Regions from separate parts of the Mus musculus genome. Here all the other regions are linked to region 1. The links are chromatin contacts, called in public Hi-C and promoter capture Hi-C maps. All regions are on one chromosome and are shown on one strand. The core of a region is the stretch at or near the end of the contact, and the rest is flanking DNA. Distances in the headings are between cores, read along the strand shown. Region 1 holds the start of Tspan32 (tetraspanin 32). Region 2 holds the start of Ric8a (RIC8 guanine nucleotide exchange factor A). Region 3 holds the start of Ifitm2 (interferon induced transmembrane protein 2).

What was found. Promoter capture Hi-C pulls out the DNA fragments that hold promoters and counts their contacts. A called contact is a pair of places that touch in the nucleus more often than the background predicts.
Region 2: a promoter capture Hi-C map of erythroid cells shows a contact between it and region 1, with 12 times the contacts expected there. The contact joins the promoter of Ric8a here to the promoter of Tspan32 in region 1. A contact is called at or near these places in 1 of 39 promoter capture datasets (erythroid cells), 1 of 484 Hi-C or Micro-C datasets (B cells) and 1 of 9 other capture datasets (liver).
Region 3: a contact with region 1 is called in a Hi-C map of B cells, with 5 read pairs. The contact joins the promoter of Ifitm2 here to the promoter of Tspan32 in region 1.

The regions. Positions count from the first base shown.
Region 1 is chr7:143,003,260-143,007,472 of GRCm38.p6, reverse strand. It overlaps Tspan32 (tetraspanin 32), which reads right to left and starts at 1,814. Exons shown (of 8, transcript NM_020286.3): 1 at 1,455-1,814; 2 at 468-565. The coding sequence starts at 1,554.
Region 2 is chr7:140,855,058-140,859,270 of GRCm38.p6, reverse strand. It overlaps Ric8a (RIC8 guanine nucleotide exchange factor A), which reads right to left and starts at 1,874. Exons shown (of 10, transcript NM_053194.4): 1 at 1,717-1,874; 2 at 1,379-1,426; 3 at 699-1,289; 4 at 317-408. The coding sequence starts at 1,800. It overlaps Bet1l (Bet1 golgi vesicular membrane trafficking protein like), which reads left to right and starts at 2,888. Exons shown (of 4, transcript NM_018742.5): 1 at 2,888-3,050; 2 at 4,106-4,197. The coding sequence starts at 3,032.
Region 3 is chr7:140,954,279-140,958,491 of GRCm38.p6, reverse strand. It overlaps Ifitm2 (interferon induced transmembrane protein 2), which reads left to right and starts at 2,531. Exons shown (of 2, transcript NM_030694.1): 1 at 2,531-2,822; 2 at 3,319-3,653. The coding sequence starts at 2,577. The coding sequence ends at 3,507.

The DNA.
Region 1 (4,213 bases), core at 565-3,064:
TCTTCAATGGCTAGGCAAGGACAGTGGATCTCTGACAAGGAAGCCCAGGTTGCAGAAACAGCTTTAGGGACTGCCTGGTCACTTTTGGTCTTCTAATGAGAAGTGGAATTCACCCAGTCCTGTCTCCAGACCTGGCTAGGTATCAGAACCAAGCCCTTCTGGGGTTTTTAGAGATAACCCCAGGGCAGAGAGGGCCAATTCTCTCTTTCAGGGGCCCTGCAGCACCCAGGTAGAGGTTTTTTTTTTTTTTTTTTTTTTGACTGGTCCAGGTAGGAGGGTCCTGATTGAGCAAGTGGAAGGTCCTGACTGTGTAAGTGGAGGGACTCACTGGTCTATATCCCCTGACCTTTGCTTCTTTCTGGATACTTCTGCTGGGGTCAGGCAGCTCCCTGGTCTTATTCCTCTCCAGCTCTTGTCCCCGTCTGAGGTCTGGGAGCCGGGGTCGTCTGGCAGCACATGGAACTTACCGCAGCCATGAGGCCATGGGCCTCCCTCACAGTGGCTATGGTGCTCAGAGCAGCTCCCAGGCTCAGGAGCCCCGCTAGGCTGATCCCCACATAGAAGGCTGTGGGAAGAGAAAGACAGAGGGTATGGAATCTAGCCTGGGGACTGGGCATAGAGGTTGGATCTGAAATCTATCTACTTTGGGAGTCACAGAGCTAGAACTGACCTTCGGGGAGGTCCCAAAAGGCACATATCTCTGGCTCAAAAGAAGGAATGTCCATAGCCCAATAGCCTGTCCTCCTGAGGCTGAGAAGGAAGGGGGAAGAGAAGGTAGCTAAGAGACAGTACTCTTTCCCCCATTCCTCCTGTCCTCCCTGCCTCACAGACTATCTTTAAGGACATCCCCATACTCTAGTGACAGGTGACAGTGTAGGCTGTACCTTATCAGTGCAGGCCCAGGCCCCAGGCTTCCTGCCTAAGGGAGGCCTAGTGCCTTGGAAGGCAGGGACTGGGGCTACCCATCCCCCATTCAGGGGCCTCAGTTTTCCACTTTTTCCTACTGGGTGGTGACCTTCCTAGATTCCTTGCATTCCTCTTATTAAAGTGGCCTTGTTCTTGTGGAAGTGAGGCACCCTGGCAGGTTGGGTCCTAGCTGCACATTTTCTGCCCTCTGTATATGGTATTCCCTGCCAAGCCCCACAGGCCCACCTGAGTGGGCCCCAGGAGATCCCTGCCCTGAACACATAGATCTGGGCCCTGCCACAGCTTCACCACTGCTATGGGGCAGGCGAATCAAGGCAGGAGTGCCTGCTGTCGCCTAAACCTCCCCACCTTTGTTAGTCCAACCCAGACACTGGGGCTGCCTCTCCCTACTCCTGACCTCTGGTTTTTGGCCAAAGCCAGCTCCTCTGGGCAGCCTAGGGCTGGGGAGTAAGGTCTGTTCCTCCCAGATGTGTTTGGCCCTGGAGCCCTCTCACTTCCACTCCACAGCCATTTCTGGTCTCACTTACCCCAATAGCGCAGTGTTTCATAGGGGTTCCTCTCCAACGATGCATGGCCAATCACAGTAAAGTGGTCTCCAAAGTGAATGACAACCACCATGGTGGCCATAGAGAGGCCCAGCAGCTGAGGGTGAAGTGGGCTCACTGTCAGCGCTGGGGAGTTGCAGAGGCCCCTCACCCTGACAGAATATAGGGTCTGGGCTTCTTAGGCCCCCAGCCTGGCTCCCTCCAGCTTCCTTGGTGCACAGGAACAAGGCAGCTACAGGAGGCCTACATATTTCTGTGGGCAGGCACTCACAGATAGTGTACTACACACAGAGATAAGTAGAAAACACACTAGCCAGTGCCCCATGGTGCTCAGCTCCTCTCCTCTCCTCTCCTCTCCCCTCCCTTCACTTCCTCTCTCCTCCCTTCCTCTTTACTCTCCTCCCTTCTGTGGTTCACCAGTGAGTGGGGACCTCAGACCACAGCAGACACAGTAGGTATCGCTGTGTCCTCCCATCTGAAGACCCAGGAGCTCATATCAAACTGTCTGCAGAGACTCGTCTGCAGTCCCTGACCTGGCAGTCCCAGTCTCTGGGTCCCAAGCAGCACCCCTTCCGGGTAGTCCTTGCACACTCTTAAGTCACCAGCCAACCTAGGTTTTCCCAGGCTCTTCACTGACCCTTGCCTACAAGGACATCAGGTACAGATGTTCACAGTCCTCTAAAGGTGGCCACCAGGGACCCAGAACCAGTCTGAGGGACTGTGGTGTGGCAGGAGGGAAGACCACAGTGCTGGAAGCCCGGGCATGGTGAACTATTTCCTCTCCTGCCTGCCCACCCATCCACTCCTGCCCCACATGCATGTTACCAAGACTAGGAAGTTGGTGATCAGTATCTGGCATTTGGCAATCTTGATTCGATTCCAGTGCCCCATGGTGCTCAGCTCCTCTCCTCTCTGCCCTCGTCTCCTCTCCTCTCTTCTCCCCTCCCTTCACCTCCCCTCTCCTCCCTTCCTCTTTACTCTCCTCCCTTCTGTGGTTCCCCAGTGGGTGGGGACCTCAGACCACAGCAGACACAGTAGGTATCATTGTGTCCTCCTATCTGTCAGCAACCCTTGTAACCTAGTGGCTGTGTTGGGGGAAGGAAGAAGGGCAGGCCGGAAGGGGGGCAGTTTCTATACCAGCTGTTGCTCTGGCCTGGCCCAAGATAACTGGATTTTTGTAGGCATGAGGCCTCCCTTTGGGTAGGCTGGGCTACACTGCAGCATGGGGAGGGGTGGAGTCTTGAGGGGAGCAGAAAGAGAAGGACCTATGGTTATAAGGCATGGCATTGGTTGTAAGGGTGTACTAACCTGTAACTGTCCAGCTACGTAAAAACCTTTAGTGTTTGGTTAGACCTCATGTCCCAAAGTCCTCCTGGGACTAATCCCCAAACAGGACTTCTGCAAGTGGCAAATGTGTCTCATGACCGACCTGATGGCATTAACCAATTCATAACTGGCACAGAGGGGAAGGGTGTGATAGAGTCAAATCTCAGGAAATGTCCAGGGGTTGGGCAAACAGGCATAGGCGTTTCAAGATGGAGGAAGTCTGTTTGTATTGACCTTCGGTGAACTAGCCATATTTGATTGAAAAACAAAAGCAGAGCATGCTTCCCACAGCCAGCACCTGGGAGGCTGAGGCAGGAAGGTATTAGCAAGTCAGAGGCTAACCTAACACACTCAGTGAGACCCCCACCTCAAAATACACAGGCTGGGGACAGGGCTCAGTTGAAGTGTTTGCAGTGCAAGCATGAGGACCTGAGGTCGGATACCCCAGAACCCATGTTAAAGAAGTCAGGCATGGCAGCGCATGCTTGTAATCCCAGTGCCATGGAGGCTGAGGCAGGACGATGCTGCCCGGACTCACTGGCCAGCCAGCCAGTGACACCTGAGGTTGACCTCTGGCTTCCACGTGCCTCCACCTACACCCTGCCCCAGGAACACATACATAAATCAATACACGATAAGAAAGAGCCATCTGAAACTCTGTCAGCCACTTTTTGAAAAGGAGCAAGTGTTTGCTTACTTCAAGAACTGGAGCCCCCCCAAGAGGGTCGGTGCCCCACTCCCATAGGCTCTCTGTCAAAATGTGCGTCTGCAATAACACACAGGATGATGTAAGCCACGGAATGGGCAGTACTGCAAATTCAAATATATGCAGGCCATGCTAAGTGGGCTTTGGAGAGTATAACATGAGTGTTCACCTTAAAACCTGGTTATGTCTAAGCCTGTCCAGATATCTGAGGCTGTTTCTGGGTACCCAGAAAAGGATGCATGGCCCTCTTTTCACACCCTGTAATGTAGGGTTCTCCTAGTCAGGGGGCATCTTGGTAGGAAAAAGAGGTAACTGTGGAAGTGATCCCTGGGCCTTCTAGAAGCCAGTGAAATAGGGCTGTGTTCTGGGCTGTCAATGTTGCTGCTGGGAAGATTGTCAAGTGGCCACCCATTCAGGAAGACTGACATTGGAGCCTCCTGCTGTAGTCCCCTCTTTTCTCCTTCTTCCTAAGGGGCTCTTCCAGCACTCCAGGTGTCTCCTCTGCAGCCTGCATTTCCCAGAGTCTTAGTTCTCAGCCTGTAGGGTAGGTGAGGGGTGACCACTATATCACTCAGGGAAGACTCCAAGACCCAGCCAGGGTGCAGAGCAGCTTAGGTGCAGCCAAGTCTCAGGGTGTGGCCTAAGCTTCATGTGTGCCAGGCCTCCTGCAGCAGAGCCTCCTGCTTGCTCAATCCTTAACCACCTTTCT
Region 2 (4,213 bases), core at 625-3,124, 2.1 Mb after region 1:
CTGCAGACGCTATCTGGGCCATTATGTCTGAGCTGAGATGCCAAACAATCTCTCGAACCTGAGATGAGCAGAGGCACCAGCAAGAGACCATACTGCCTCCGCCTAAGGCCCTGTCTCTAAGTTCATAGCTCTTCTCTTAGCCATACCTGAGTTACCTAGGCTCTCTGGAAACAACACTGGTGCCCCATTCCCCTGATGAAGTCAAAGGTGGGGCCTGGGCCCCCAAGTGCTTCTGATTCACAACTAGGGTTAAGGACTTCTGTACCCATACCTAGGAACTCTTGCCGTCCCCAACATTGTGAGCCCTACCCCTCACCCGTGGAACTCCTCTGTGCGGTCCCCAGCAGCTTCAACCATCACGCAGTGCCGCAGAAGAGTCCCCAGGTACCGGTAAAGGGCAGCATCTTCCTAACCAAAGACAGAAAGGGGCTCCTGTGAGATCGAACCCCTGTTCTTGTGGCCACATGGAGTTGATCCCTAGACGCTGTGCACAGCACATGTGGTGCTTTTGGCCACCTGAAGCACTGTGGAGAATACCCACCTGCAACCCCATGCACAGTGCGGCTCAGGCACCTTCCCTGAGTTCCCGCCTACACCATCCTCTAGTCCTCGCCATATCTGATACCCTGCAAGCTGAGGTACAAAGGGAAGCAAACTGTCCCACCCGAACTGAGTCTCAGCCAAGACTTCCAACCTACCTCATCAACTTCCCTCTTGACAGAGTCAAAGGTGATATTAAAGAGCACTTTGAGGATCTCCATGGCCCTCTCCGTCTCTTGGGCTGGAAGCATCACCGGAGGGTTTTCTTTGGGGGCCACGCCCAGTGTTAGTTCCAGCGCATCAGTCAGCAGGCGTACACCGTGCAGCTCCTGAAACAGTTGCTGGCGCACATCCGTGCGAAGGGCTGTTAGCAGGAAAAGGAGCCTCAAGTCAAAGAACTGGACTTCGTGGGGATAGCTCCTCTTGCGGTACAGTCCCACACGCTCCGCTAGCCTCACCACCAGGCGAGCCTCTGCTGCTAGCATCTGTGCTGTTGGACTGCTGAGCACAAGATTACACAGGCATTTGAGAGACTCGAGGAGGACATCCATGTCTGGGGACTGTGGGATGGGTTCCTCTGAGACGGTAATGTCAGCATAGCAGGCTAGTGCATGTAAGCTCTGGCGGCTGGCAAATGAGTCCAGGCAGCTGCGGTCTCGGGATAGGATTCGGATAGTCTGCAGCCAGGTGACACGGTGCTTTGGTGACAAGCCCTGCTCCAGGACGGAGACCAGTAGCTTTGCGAGTCTCTGTGGGGTCGAACAAAAGTGGTTCCACTAGGCCCTCTTCTTGGGGTCAGCCCGTGCCTGCCCTAGGAGCCCTTGGGGCTGACACCTACCTTCCTGTCCTCCTGCTGGGCATCATCGAAGGTGAAGCTCTGAGAATGCTGCAGGGAGACCCAGGAGGCTCAGATCCACATGCAGGTAGGACCCGTGCTCCTCGAGTCAGAGCAGACCTCTGAAGCAGCATCCATCGCTCTGAACCTTAAGGCAAGGCCCACCCTAGCCTCCCATACACCTGCCCCACCACACGCCACCACAGAGCCACCCGAGGGACCAGCCCACCACCCACCGCCGTGCTCCCTGCCACCACTCGCACGCACACCCCAGCCGAGTTGCGCGCACACCCCTGCTTCCTCTCTTCCTGAAATTTCCTCGGCAGCCGGATGCCTCTCACCTCCCGGTTGAACGACCGCAGAGCTTCTGTCACCGCATCTTCCTCTCCGGTCTCCAAGGCATCCGCAACTGCCCGGGGCTCCATGGCCCCTGGCACCGGGTGCTGGAAGGCTTGGGCTGGGAAGACGCAATCGGCCAAACCCCGGGGCTCCGCCCAGGTCCGGAAGCCCGGCGTCCACGCGTGAGGGATGCTGGGAGAGCAGCCGAACCCAAGGGTGTGTACAGGCGCCTCCGACTTAAGGTGGAGCAACCCGGCTGTGGTCGCTGAGCGGCTAGTCTTGGAGCGGCGATGCTAGCTAACCAGCCAGGCAGTGTCCTCCTTTTGAGCCCTCCTCTCTAGCCCGAGTTCCTGGCAGGCGGGGGGTGGGGTGGGATGGGAGGGTGGGGAGTGGGGTGTGGCTTGGCCCGCGCGTGGACCGTCCTCTTTACGCTCTTGTCCCCGTACTGTGATAAAAAAGGGAGCGCCGGCTCCTGGCCGCTTAATCAGTTGGGGAAGACGATTCTCGCGATCCAGGCCTTGGAGCTCATCTTCCATAGGGAATAGGGAAAGAGAAGTACAACGACTTGGATGGTCAAAATAATGCACGTGGTTAGCCGGGCATAGTGACGCACGCCTTCTTAAATCCCAGCACTCGAGAGGCAGAAACTAGCAGACCTATCTAAAAAGAATAGCCACCAAAGTAATACGGTTATTCTCAAGAAAATTGCAGAGAAGGAAGTGAAGAACACCCGTGGAAAAGCCACTCCCGCGAGAGGAGCAACGGAGGGGCGGCCAGCCGAGGCGTGTCTGAGGTTAGAAGCGTAGGAGCGCTGTGTAGCGGGGAGCCAGGTCCGCACGCCACTTAGCTGAGTCGGTGCCCCACAGTGACACATACAAACAGTGCTCCAGTGGATGATGTCACCCGCCGTGCTAACCGGCTCTGCCCCTACTCAGTGGCAGGCCCCGGCCGTCTCCTTCACCAGTCTCTTTCGGGTCTGCCTGTCCTCCCCATCCAGTTGGATTTAGCAGCGCCAGAGGCATCCGACTGATTTACTGAGCTGGTTCCTAGCCTCTGCTCCAAATTTGGGTCTGAACACCTGCTCCGAGTAACACCCACAGCGCAGGACTAATATTGCTGACCAATCCGTGGGTCCGAATGCTGGTGGCCCGCCCTTCCCTTATTTACATTCCCGAGAAGCACTCCAGGTCTGTTTCTTCCGCTTCAGAACCTTCTCCCGGAAGTTATTAGCCCGGAGGCGGAACCGGAAGACCCGGGTACTGGTGCCACGTCCGTTGCTGTGCTGCGAATTCCCTGAGTGGGACCCTGGAGGGCGCGATGGCAGATTGGACTCGAGGTGAGAGCACTTGAAAGGCAGTAGAGGTAGGAGGGGAAGTCTAAGTCTGGAGCTGGAGACATCGCTCGTTTCTCGGTGGAAGGACCTGCGTGGGGTGGCGCTTACGTATCCCTGGAAAAACAGGGCCGGATTTCGCCTGGCGCTGCCTTGGAACCCAAGCCGGCATGCCATCAGTTTTGTGTGTGGTTGATGCCAAGAGCTGGAAGCAGAGGGTCCAAGCAGGGTTTTACTAATGAGGGGCCTGAGTGCCTCGGTTCACACACATTCCCCGCCCCCGTGCCTGTGTTCAGTGTGACAGTTGTGATACTGATGCTTCGCCCACAACGATGACTATGCAGTGGTCGGTAGGACACAGCCGTCTGTCTTTCAGAGTCTGGTCGCACTTGTTTGCTGGTGCTGCTGGCCTTCCCCTTAGGTGGGTCACATCGAGGCTGGGTGGGTGGTTTTTATGCTTCAGATCGGTGCTAGTCACACTTAGGGGGGTGATTCTCAACTACCTGTCCCTGTCCATCGGAGTTAGGTTTCCACGAGCACAGTGCTCTGGGCATTCCAGAGATTCTGTGTGGGTTGCAGACATAGGGCGAGGTAGTTTCTACAGTAGAAGGACTTTCTTACACTTACCTTGGATCTGATTTCCAAGTCCTCCCCACACAGCCTTCCTGTCACCTGCTGTGCCACCGGCTGTTCTGTTTTCCCTATGGTCCCTATCAGAAAGTACTGTTTCCCTTTGAGACCGGCCCCACACCCTCAGATGACAATTTCAGCTAAGGCAATATTCACTTCGGTTCAGGAACAGTATACAGCAGGGTCGTGTATGTAGATTGATTGGATCTTCAGGCTCCCCAGCCCGTCCTTGCCTGGGCATGCACACAGGTTCTCACACGACCCATGCTACATGTCTGATGTGTAGGTGGTCAGCCTGTTGGAGCATAGGGTGGGACGTGCTAAGTTAGCAGAAGTATATGGGGGAATGCGCTTAGATGTCTCCACTGGAGTGAGGAATCAGGGACCACATGTCTGAGGGAATGCTATCCTTCCGCCTCTTTCTCTCACAGCTCAGAGCTCTGGTGCTGTGGAGGACATTCTGGACAGAGAGAACAAGCGGATGGCTGACAGCCTGGCCTCCAAGGTGACCAGGCTTAAATCGGTCAGTGGTGGCCCTC
Region 3 (4,213 bases), core at 1,282-3,781, 2.0 Mb after region 1:
CTCTCAATGTCCAGATTAATATACGTGTCCATGGTTTCAGCTCTAAAGAGATCAGGGTTCTCAGAAGCCATCAGTGTTATTCTCCATAGCCTTTTACACTTAGGGGTGTTTTATCCCTCCTATAGGATTACTTCACTGTTAGAGGTACTATCTCTATAGTACACCAAACCATAGAGTCACCAGTAGGTCGTTCCCCTACTCTTTCCTGTAAGCGTCTTGACACAATCTGCAAAGCTCCCCATCCAGTCCTGCCATGGAAGTTAGCCTGGCTATAACAGCATTCTGAGGGTGAGACTCGTTAGTTCATGAATGGTGCTAAAGCTCAGATATGAGACTTTTCTAGGTTAGGTCAATGCCACAGTGAGACTTTTGAGTTCTTTAATGAAGGTGGAAGAGATCCTAGCTAAATTAGCCTATTTGGATTGGATTTGGGAAAGATCAGTGTCTTAGTTACTGTTCTATTGCTGTGAAGACACCATGACCAAGGCAACTCTCATAAAAGAAAACATTTAATTAGAAGTTTGCTTACAGTCGTAGAGAGTTAGCCCATGATCATCATGGCAGAAAGAAGGCAGACATGGTATTGAAGCTATAGCTGGAAAGCAGGGGGAGAGAGAGAGAGACACAGACAGAGAGTGACAGAGAGAGAGAGAGAGAGAGAGAGAGAGAGAGAGAGAGAGAGAGAGAGAGAGAGAGAGAGAGGAGATTGGGCCTGACATAAGCTTTTGAAACCTCAAAGCCCATCCCCAGGGACACACCTTCTCCAACAAGGCTACACCTCCCGATCCTTCCCAAACAGTTCTCCTAACTGGAGACCAAGCATCCAAACATGTGAGCCTATGGGGCACTTTCATTCAAAAGTGAGATTCACTCAGAGATGAGACAGAGAGGACATGCACAGGGCTCACTAGGAAAAAGAGCCACACCTTACCACCTCTGACTTTTCCCCTAAAATGATTTTCATCTCTCTCACACACACACACACACACACACACACACACACACACACACACACACACACACACACACACACAAAACCAAGAACAACCCCCACACCACCACCAAACCAAACAATAACAAAGACACCTTACCCCACCCTCTTTCCCTTTAGCCCCTGGAGGCTGCTCACCTACTTCTGACCTGAGAGCTGTTCATAAGGCTTATTCAGGTTTAGCATATATCAGAGCTTTCCTTTTTCATTTGCCAGTTGATAGACATCTAACCTCTGTCTGTTGCCTGTCGTTACGAATGCTGCTGTAGACATGAGATACAGGCATACAGGATACGTATAGACATGTGTTCATTCTCTTACACACGAGAAGTGGGATTCTGGGTTGTAGCTTCGATCTGCCCACTGCCTGCAAAGCCTGCAGCATCAGTGGTGTGGTTTCTTTGCTTCTAAACTACAGTGCTTCCTAATGGGTATGAGCAGTGTGCTGCTGGGGCTTTGATCTGCATTTTGCTAATGAGCAAGAATGTGGAGCCTGTTACCCATTGTGCCTCTTCTAGAAGAAATGTTGAGTTCCCCTTTCGTTCATTTTTTTAAAATTTTTACTTACTACTTTTTATTCATTTATTTAAGACAAGCTGTCATGTAGCCCAGGCTGGACCTTGAACTGATTCTCCTGCTGACCTTTCCCAAGTGCTGGGATTACAGACATGTGACCTGCTCCAGCTTTTGAGGCTCTGATCGATGGTGATGGTTGTACAAGTAGAGGCGAACAAGGGCTCTGTAGTTAGACTCACTGATCTCCTCCTTGCTCCATTCTGCCCTGTGGGATGAAATTTGGGTGCTGGGGGTGGGGGTGTGAGGTTACTGAATGGGTTCAAGTGTCAAACGATTTGTGTCCTTCACCACCAGGGAACTTCCCTTGTTTCTAGGACGCTCAGTTCCCTCACTGCTTCTGCCGGGAAAGACTCGGAGTTCCCTGTGTAGCCGTACTCCTACAGGCTTCATTTTAGCAATGGCTGTTTCGCAACTGGTAGGAAAACATCTGCCTTCCATAAGCTCCCCGGCTGCAGCCAAGTGACTGGAATTTTCCTTCCCTAGCTAGCCAGGAGCATCCAGGCCCTGTGCTGGAAGGCTCCTCCTTCCCCAACTGACAGCCAAAGAAACATTGAGTTGCAGATCTCCCCAGCCCCCACCTGCAACAGATTAGTTTAGGGGTGTGTGTGCTTGGGGTTTTTTAGAGGAGGCCCTCACTGTGAGGCCAGGTTTAGGGATGTACCAGGGGTGTGAGAGCAGGGGGCTGGGGAGACTAGATCTGGGGAGAAGTTCTAGTATGCCTACTGTAAGCAGGAGGTGGAGACCTTCAGACAAGTTTTAGCCCTGGGACAAGTCTAGATCCCTGGAAGTTTATACAGAGGTACCTCAACAGTCAACTAGTCCTGAAGTAATTTGATACTCAAGGCCTAAGTACCGCCCACTTCAGTATCCAGCCAATTCCCCACAGTAAGGCCCTCTGGAGACTAACCCACCAACAGGAAAAGGAAATTGCTAGAGAAAGGGCGGGTCTACAGAACCAGGATAGCAGCAGCCATCCTCCAGACGGGGCGATTGTTCCAGAGTCAGTACCATGAGCCACAATTCTCAAGCCTTCTTGTCCACCAATGCCGGGCTTCCTCCAAGCTATGAGACAATCAAAGAGGAGTACGGGGTGACTGAGCTGGGGGAACCCAGCAACTCAGCTGTTGTGAGGACCACCGTGATCAACATGCCCAGAGAGGTGTCGGTGCCTGACCATGTGGTCTGGTCCCTGTTCAATACACTCTTCTTCAACGCCTGCTGCCTGGGCTTCGTTGCCTATGCCTACTCTGTGAAGGTGAGTGTGCTAGAGGGGGTGGGAGGGAATGGTGTAAGAAGGTGTGTGTGAGCCTGAAGCGCCATCTACTCAGATAGCACCGAGGTGTGAGTGTGGGGTCCTTTCTGTAAGAAAGTGTGTGTGCACCCTTCCTATTTGTGTGTGTGTGTGTGTGTGTGCGTGCGTGCGTGCGCGCGCGCGCGCGCGCGCACTGTCTGTCTCTGGTGTTGGAGACTTTCTGATAGTCACAGGATGAAACTGCCTGGGGATTCTGGGGCCAGACTTTCCCCACCCCTTCACCCTTTAGACTGGGGCCCTAATCTGTGTGGAAAGTGAGGTATGCAGCGAATGCTGGAGCTTACTGTATAGTTTGTGTTTGTGTGTGTGTGAAAAGAGGGGAGGGTTTCCCGGCTGGAGGGAGTGAGACAGTGGGCAGGGAGCAGTTGGGGAAATGGAGCCAGAGCACCTGGCTCTCAGCTGGCCAGCTCCAGGGCTCCTTACATCTAATTTCCTTCAGTCTAGGGACAGGAAGATGGTGGGCGATGTGGTTGGAGCCCAGGCCTACGCCTCCACTGCCAAGTGCCTGAATATCAGCTCCCTGATCTTCAGCATCCTTATGGTCATTATCTGCATCATTATTTTCTCTACCACCTCTGTGGTAGTCTTTCAGTCTTTTGCACAAAGAACACCCCATTCTGGATTCTAGCTGCCCTGTGCTCCACGGTCCACATCTGCCCCGCCCCTGCCCCGCCCCCAGGCTCAAGCCTCGACCCTTTACCCTACGCGTATGCAAATGTTACCTTCACCTATCTGTCCACAGTGGATTCAATAAAGTGCACGGGGTGGCAACTCTGGCTGTGACTCACTGTTCTCTGGTTCTGTACCGAGCTCACCTTGCATCCTTTTTGTCTGAGGAGAGCAAGTGTCGTTAACTTGTCAGGCTTCTGGTCTCCAGATATGGGCAGCAGCCGACCTGTGGGTTTTTGCCTGATCCAGGCAGAGGGGATCCGAGGATCATCTAACGCTGAGGCCGTGCTCCCGGGGGTCCCAGGAAGGGTGCAGAACTTTGGGCAAAGGAGGCTCCGGCCTAGGAGTGAAAGACACCCGGAGTCCTTTACTTTAGGGGAAAAGAAATCCCTAGCCAAGATGTGTCCTCTTTTTGTGGTGGCCTCTTGGATATGACTTCAAGCTCCTGAGCTGGCCCGCACACAAAAGTTGGGTGCTGTGAAGTTTGCTGCCCTCACTGTTTCCTTCCCCACACTCAGGCTTATGTAGGGACCTGGAGTGGGTGGGGACTCTAGAAGGTTTCTTGTAGGAGGACCACATGACAGTTCTGCTGGCCTCACAGCTCCTAGGTTCCACCTCTCCTAGGGGGGAGGCTGTGTGTGCCTTGGCACCCCGCTAACATGCCT